Regions from separate parts of the Triticum aestivum genome. Here region 1 is linked to region 2. A link is a contact called in public Hi-C data. All regions are on one chromosome and are shown on one strand. The core of a region is the stretch at or near the end of the contact, and the rest is flanking DNA. Distances in the headings are between cores, read along the strand shown.

Evidence for each region. Hi-C and Micro-C count contacts between places; a contact is called where the count stands out from the background.
Region 1: a contact with region 2 is called in a Hi-C map of leaf, with 6 times the contacts expected there. The contact joins the promoter of LOC123145751 here to the promoter of LOC123145747 in region 2. A contact is called at or near these places in 3 of 5 Hi-C or Micro-C datasets (all in leaf).

Annotation. Positions count from the first base shown.
Region 1 is chr6D:447,925,020-447,928,326 of IWGSC CS RefSeq v2.1, forward strand. It overlaps LOC123145751 (disease resistance protein RGA2), which reads right to left and starts at 1,755. Exons shown (of 4, transcript XR_006472396.1): 1 at 1,445-1,755; 2 at 1-1,338. It overlaps LOC123145752 (a long non-coding RNA gene), which reads left to right and starts at 2,131. Exons shown (of 7, transcript XR_006472400.1): 1 at 2,131-2,665.
Region 2 is chr6D:447,556,147-447,559,349 of IWGSC CS RefSeq v2.1, forward strand. It overlaps LOC123145747 (heat shock cognate 70 kDa protein 2), which reads right to left and starts at 1,485. Exons shown (of 2, transcript XM_044565232.1): 1 at 1,155-1,485. The coding sequence starts at 1,368. It overlaps LOC123146530 (small nucleolar RNA Z195/SNORD33/SNORD32 family), which reads right to left and starts at 134; the gene lies at 49-134.

The sequences.
Region 1 (3,307 bases), core at 505-3,004, 370 kb after region 2:
CTCTTCGGTTCCACTGAACTGTTTTAGTTCTTCATGCAAGAACCTGTTCCAGTATCCAATCATCATATTCCCTCTCAAATGCCCAGCGACAACCTTTGTTACCAAGGGGCATCCTCCTAGTTTCCTTGCAATTTGCTCTCCAGCTGATTTGAAGTGTTCACAATCTTGCGGATCCAGCCCGAAAAATACATGGTGATTGAGCAACTTAATATTTTCATCTTCTTCTAGTCCTTGTAGTGTCAAGCAGTGACCTCCTTCAACTCCCATTGAGCTTGTGGCCGTGTGTACTACTGATTGCATTCTGGTTGTCAGCAAAATTTTGCTTCCGCTGTTCAAACTCCTGAGAGGAGCAAATAGTTTAGCCCATTCAGATTCTTTCTTATCTTCCCACACATCATCCAAAACTAACAAAAACTTCATAGACTTGAGCTCCTCTTTGAGATTCTTTTGCAATGGTTCCAAATGATCAGGACCTGGTTTTACCCCTGTAACAGATTCCAGCATTTTACTTGTCAGCGTTGTTGCGTCAAAGTTGGTAGACACCGTGACCCAGATGACCTTGAAATGATTCCGCACTGCATCTTCTTTACATATGCTCTGAGCCAAAGTAGTCTTCCCCATGCCACCATGACCAACCACTGAAATAATAGGTACACTATTGATTCTTGTCACACCATCAGCCGACACAACTGATGTCTTGGTTATCCATTCAATGATCTTCTCCTTCTCCCTTTCTCGCCCAACAAATTTAGATACACTCAATTCAGAGCTTGTCTCACGATCTGCGTCAACTTGCTGCTGGCTGGCAGAAGCAGATTTTTTGAGACGGTCTGCGATAGCGAGGAAATTGGCTATGCCTGCAGCAGATCTGTTCAAACCTTCCACAACTTTTCTCAGTCTCTTGAGAGTGTCACGTTGAGAAAAATTCTTCAAGGTCTTGTCCAAACTACTAACTTTTTTAACAGATCTGACAACTTTGTGCTTCATCTTAGTAAGAGAAGAGCCCCAATCAATAACCTTACGTTCCTCGGCCTTCTCTTCCAGCTCATAGTACTCGAGCTCATCGACAACGTTCTCAGCATCCTCGACGGCGGCCCTGAGCTGCCACAGACATTTGTCCAGGGCAGGGCTCTCCTCCCTGACGTGGTCTGGGTTGACGGCGTCGAACACGGCCTCAATATTTGGCATGGCCAGCTCAAGCCGCTTCTTCAGCTCCTCCATGCCTTCAGATCTGTGGTACTTGTCGAGGTAGCTGAAAGCCTTTCCAACCAAGAAGGAGATGGCAGGAATCGCCACCGCCTTCCCGGCAAACGCAGCCGCAGTAGCCATCTGCCTGCGCTGGAGAAGAGGGAGACGCCGGCAATCTTGTCAGTGTTCCGGCTACCCGAGTCAACGAGCGCCACAAGTGCACCGACAGTGAACGTGGGAGGAGATTGGGTCATACCTACGGGGATGTACCTACCGTGGAGGACGCCCGGCCGGCCGCGGAGTAGCTGGGCTGTGGCTGGTGGCATGACCCCGGCAACTCGCCGGCGAGGAGAACGACACCGGGAACAGCCAGATGAACGGCAGAGCAGAGTGAGAAGGGGATCTGAGTTGGCTATGGCACCCAAACGCGTGAACAAACGTGGAGGTCGTCGTCGCCGTTTTAAGAGTTGACTTTCAAGACAGATTATCCAAATAATCTCCCTGTGCAGTTGGGCCTTGTTTACTGGAACTTGAAAAAAAAACATTACTAAAGACAGAGTTCAGCTACGCTACAACGCTGCGCTCCTTCTTCGGCAGTAGAGATATACAACGCTGTGTTGATGCACCCGACTAACGATTTCAGCTGACGACAAAAATCTGGGTTCTACAACATCCCATTGTTAGAGTCCAGACCAAAATAGAGCCTTCCCATGCGTTTGCATTTTCGGCCGTCGGATCGGTTTCCTGATGCGACTCGGGCCGTCGGATCTCGGGCTTGGCTCACGTGAGACGTCGGATATTACCAGATCATTGTGAGCCGTTGGATAAAATTTCAATTGCAACAGAATGTAAATACCGTGCCCCCACCAGGGCATTTCGGTCATTTCGCGTAGGGGGTATAAAAGGGGGCGCTACCGTGGGATGACCTAGCCGCCTCCTCCCTCCCGCACTCGCGCCTCCCCCCGCGCCCAGCTACTGCCGCCTCGCCTCTCTCTCCATCCCGCCCTGCCTCTCTCTCTCTCTCCCTCCAAACCCTAACCCGCGCCCGCCTCCCTGCCCCGCCGCCGTCGCTCGCCCAGGCACCCATCCACGACCTCACGCTGCCCCCTCCCGTCTCTCCCTCGCATTGGCCGTCGTGCCCTCCCCTTCTCTGCGCTGCCTCGAAGAAGCACCTCGGTTGCTGCTGCTCCGCATCACCGCTCCTCACCCACGCACCGCGACCGCCTCCTCCCCAGAAACCCTAGCAGCGGCCAGCTCGCCGCCCTCCGCCGTCGCGTCGTCGCGGGGTTCCTCGCGCAGGCGCATGGCGCCAAGGCCGTGACCTCCTCTCGCGCCTCTGCTCCCCCGACGAGGCCGCCGCCTCAATCCCCTGCCCAGCCCACTTCATCACTGAGTCACCGCCGGGGACGCTGCACCGGCCGGTAGGAGGCCGGGCTCGCCGTGGAGCACGGGCTGCAGAAACTATCGGGACCCCAAGGTGAGACACGTCTGGCCCGTCAATCTCGTGCTGTTGTTGGCCGCCATCCCTCTTTGACCACTACAGATCGACATTGGTGAATCTGTTTCCATAGTTCATACCTTGCTGAGAAAAAAACAGCCTTGTCGACATGCTCTAAGAAAGAGTGCTAATGAACACAATCTATTGGGCATGAAAATAAACAAATAATAATTTGATTCCCTCCTGTAGAAACCAAGGAAAAGGCTCTGCCCCTTTTTACTAAACCATAGCAATTAGCAAGAGTATATACTTGTGCTTAACTGAATACTGCAGTATGAGGATGCCATTTTCTACCCGCTCATGTACAGTATTTACTTGGACTTCCCTAGAAAAATCTCATGTTCTATCTTTTTATGTTCCTACGAATCTGATTAGACGAACTACACAGCAGAAGCAGTTTTTGCTAACATATAAGAATACACCAGCATCAGCTGGACGAGGTTTCCGGCCAGTTTGGCACATAGCTTGCGGGTCGCTGACATATTCGACTTAATTTACAGTTAATTTTTCTGCTCAAAATATATTTGCTCTTCAATTTCCTGCTGTAGTTGTCTTTTTGTGTGCTTAGTACAGTGTGTTTGGGGTGTTGCATCTGATAAAATCTCATCAGTAGTGGTTTCG
Region 2 (3,203 bases), core at 235-2,734:
AAAGGTTTTAATCACATGAAAAAATCTTACAAATATACAAACAGCAATGGGAGATCAGATGGTAGTGCATGTGTAAATTGATCATCACAGTGAATGCAGAAATGTGGTATGGTTATGATATCATAATTTCTCCCATCAAGTCATACATGTGACAAGCAAACAACAGACAAAAAGGATAATTTGCCACAAACCAGCACATAAAAATCCCATTAGTAAAAAATCAATGGGAGATTGAACCGCAGATTGTTCAGATTGAAAACCATGAAAGCTATGGGCACATTCAGCTTGCTGCCCAATTTTGCCACATCTAAAAATAAACGGGCAAAAAAGGAGCAAATCAAAGGGATTCGCCCCAATTCCGCTTCACAAAACGTGGTAGCAAACCTAATGGCCCAAAGCAATCCATCATAAATTCAGCAGAAAAGCGCTTGGATTTCTTATCATCATCAATCTGCTAGCTCCAAAAATTAAAGAGAAACGCCAACAGTAACTAATTCAAATGATAAAGCAACACAAAACGGCCCAGAACAACATGTAGTTAAGAATAATGAGAATCAATGAGGTGTGCAGTGAACAGCAAGCCTATCATACAACTAAGTAGAATTTCATACAAAATAGTTCCAATACTACATTGTGTTAAAACATACTTGCTTTAACTGACATGAACAAGAGGACACAAGGCAGACAATGTAGATTTATAAAACATGTTAAACAAATCGCAGTTGGCAAGACAAAGCAATCGAGCTCTATAATAACATTAATAATAATATAAGATCTAATATGTATCAACCGAGACACATGTCAACAGAGTGTTAAACAACTCACAGTCCAGATCAACTATAAACAAATAGATCTAATTGAGACCAAACAAGAAGATCCAACTGTGCAAGTCATATATACTAATACTAACAGATCTGACACCTCAACACCAACCAGCTAACAACAGCTACCTCTACGAACCATTGCCAGCACAAAAATCTGTATAGCTACGACCACGGATCTGAGCGACCAGGACCAACAACAGTTAAATCCGTGGAAACATTACCAAAACACACTAACCGGAGTAAATCGAGGGTAGCCTAGTAATAACTTTATGAAAACAGTAAGCAGATCTGAGCTGTGACGAAAGCAAAGGCAAAGAGATGGGCGCTCACCGAAGACGGTGTTGATGGGGTTCATCGCCACCTGGTTCTTGGCGGCGTCACCGATGAGGCGCTCCGAGTCGGTGAAGGCGACGTACGACGGCGTGGTGCGGTTGCCCTGGTCATTGGCGATGATCTCGACCCGGTCGTGCTGCCACACGCCGACGCACGAGTAGGTCGTGCCGAGGTCGATGCCGATCGCCGGCCCGTCGCCCTTCGCCGCCATCTCTCGCTCTCAGGGGAAGCTGAAGCTCTCTACTGTGTGTGTGTTTTTCTTTCGGGGTGGGAGAAGCGGCGGCGGGTCAAGGAGGAGGGGGGGAGGGGGGCTAGGGTTTGAAGTGGAGGATTGCTGGAGGCGGAACCGGGGATTTTATAATTTGGCAGGGGAGGGCTCGTGAAGCTCTAGAAGGTTCCTGGGCTGCGGGGCGGGCTGGCAGAGCCGTTGAGATCTGATCCTGCGGCTGATGGCGCACGGGGTGTCCTTTTCGCGGCTGCCCTTTCCGTTTTGGGATGTTTATTTTCGAGGAACCGACTTGATTACCGGTGATGCATGGAGCATAATTGGTTTGCTGCCAATATTTGGCTTGCCAAATGTTGGCATTGCCAAGACTTGCCAATTATTGACAATTTTATGTAAGATAGGCAAGAATTAACTAAGCAGTAGCCAATATTTGGCACAATGCCAAACATTGGCATATGCTAATTTTTGGCAGCAAACCAATTATGCTCGGAAACCCGCCTTGGCGAGTCCCTGGTAAAGTGAAACACTTTGTGTACCAAGTGTTGAGTGGGGTTCTTCCTGCTACGGTGTACTACCATCTTGGTATATTCCATGTTCGCCGGAGTGTCCTGCTTGCGCAATTGGAGTCGAAAGATATTCAACATTGTTTGTTTCAATGTGATCGTGCAAGGAAATATGGGATGCGCTTGTCTGCGGCGTGCGGGTAGCAATGGGGTGCCGGACGACAGTTGAAGATAGATGGCGAGGCTCCGGCCGACAGTCGTCTTTCGAGGGCCCTTCGGTCGGCCAACGATGGATTTGGTGACCTCATGTTCTCCCCCATCCATGGAAGCCACCAAGCAAATGAGGATGACATACATGGGCCACTGCCTCGACCTCTCAGCACGCGGCGCCCTCAGGAGTAGGGCGGCGACCGGAGCAGCCAGCGGTCGATGCGCCGTGAAGTTCTCCGGCGTGAGCGCACAAGGGGCTAGGTTGCTGAGCGGGCGGCCTCTCACCACACGAGATGTTAGTGTTAATTGTGCGATGGGATTAAGTGGGTGCGGAACGAACCTTTTGTGGTCTGCTCGTTTGTGTGGCTGGGTACGTGGGATGGCAGAGTTTTGGTCCGCTCGTTTATGTGGTTGATCGGTTTGACTAGTGGACCGTTCACCGGTTGATGGGGTGATCGTTGACTTTTGATAGAAACATGAATAGGAAAAAACATAAAATTTAGAAAGTTCACAAAATTTGGAAAAAGATCGTGAGTTAAGAAACAATTTATAAAAATCCTAAATTTCGAAATGTTAAAGAATTCCAAAAAAAGATCATGAATTACAAAAGAGTCATAGAATATGAAAAAAAACTTGTGGATTTTTAAAAATCACGAAGTTGAGAAAACTTGAAAATTGGATAAAAGTTCAGGATTTTGAAAAAAGTTCACGAATTTGAATCATGAATATTTCAAAAGTTAACATATTTAAAAAATCATTAATTGGAAAAGTTAGCTAATTTTATAAATTTAATGACTTTGAAAAGGTTATAATAATAAAAAGACAAAAACATAAAGGAAAATAGAAATATAAAAAGAAAAAGGAAAAATCATGAAAACCAGGAAACACTAGTGCTGGGGAAAATCGAAAGGAAAATCACCTAGAAAAACCAGAGGAAAAAACGGTGACAAAAAAACCTACATGAGCCGCCCTATGCTGATACAAGCATTGTGGACTGTGTGAGCGCACCGATGGGACCTCCGGTGTGACGTGCTCTTTGTCAAGTTGCTGCGGTTTTGCACAACCGGGTCTTCGACTGGGCCGGTCCATGAAGATAGCGACGGACAC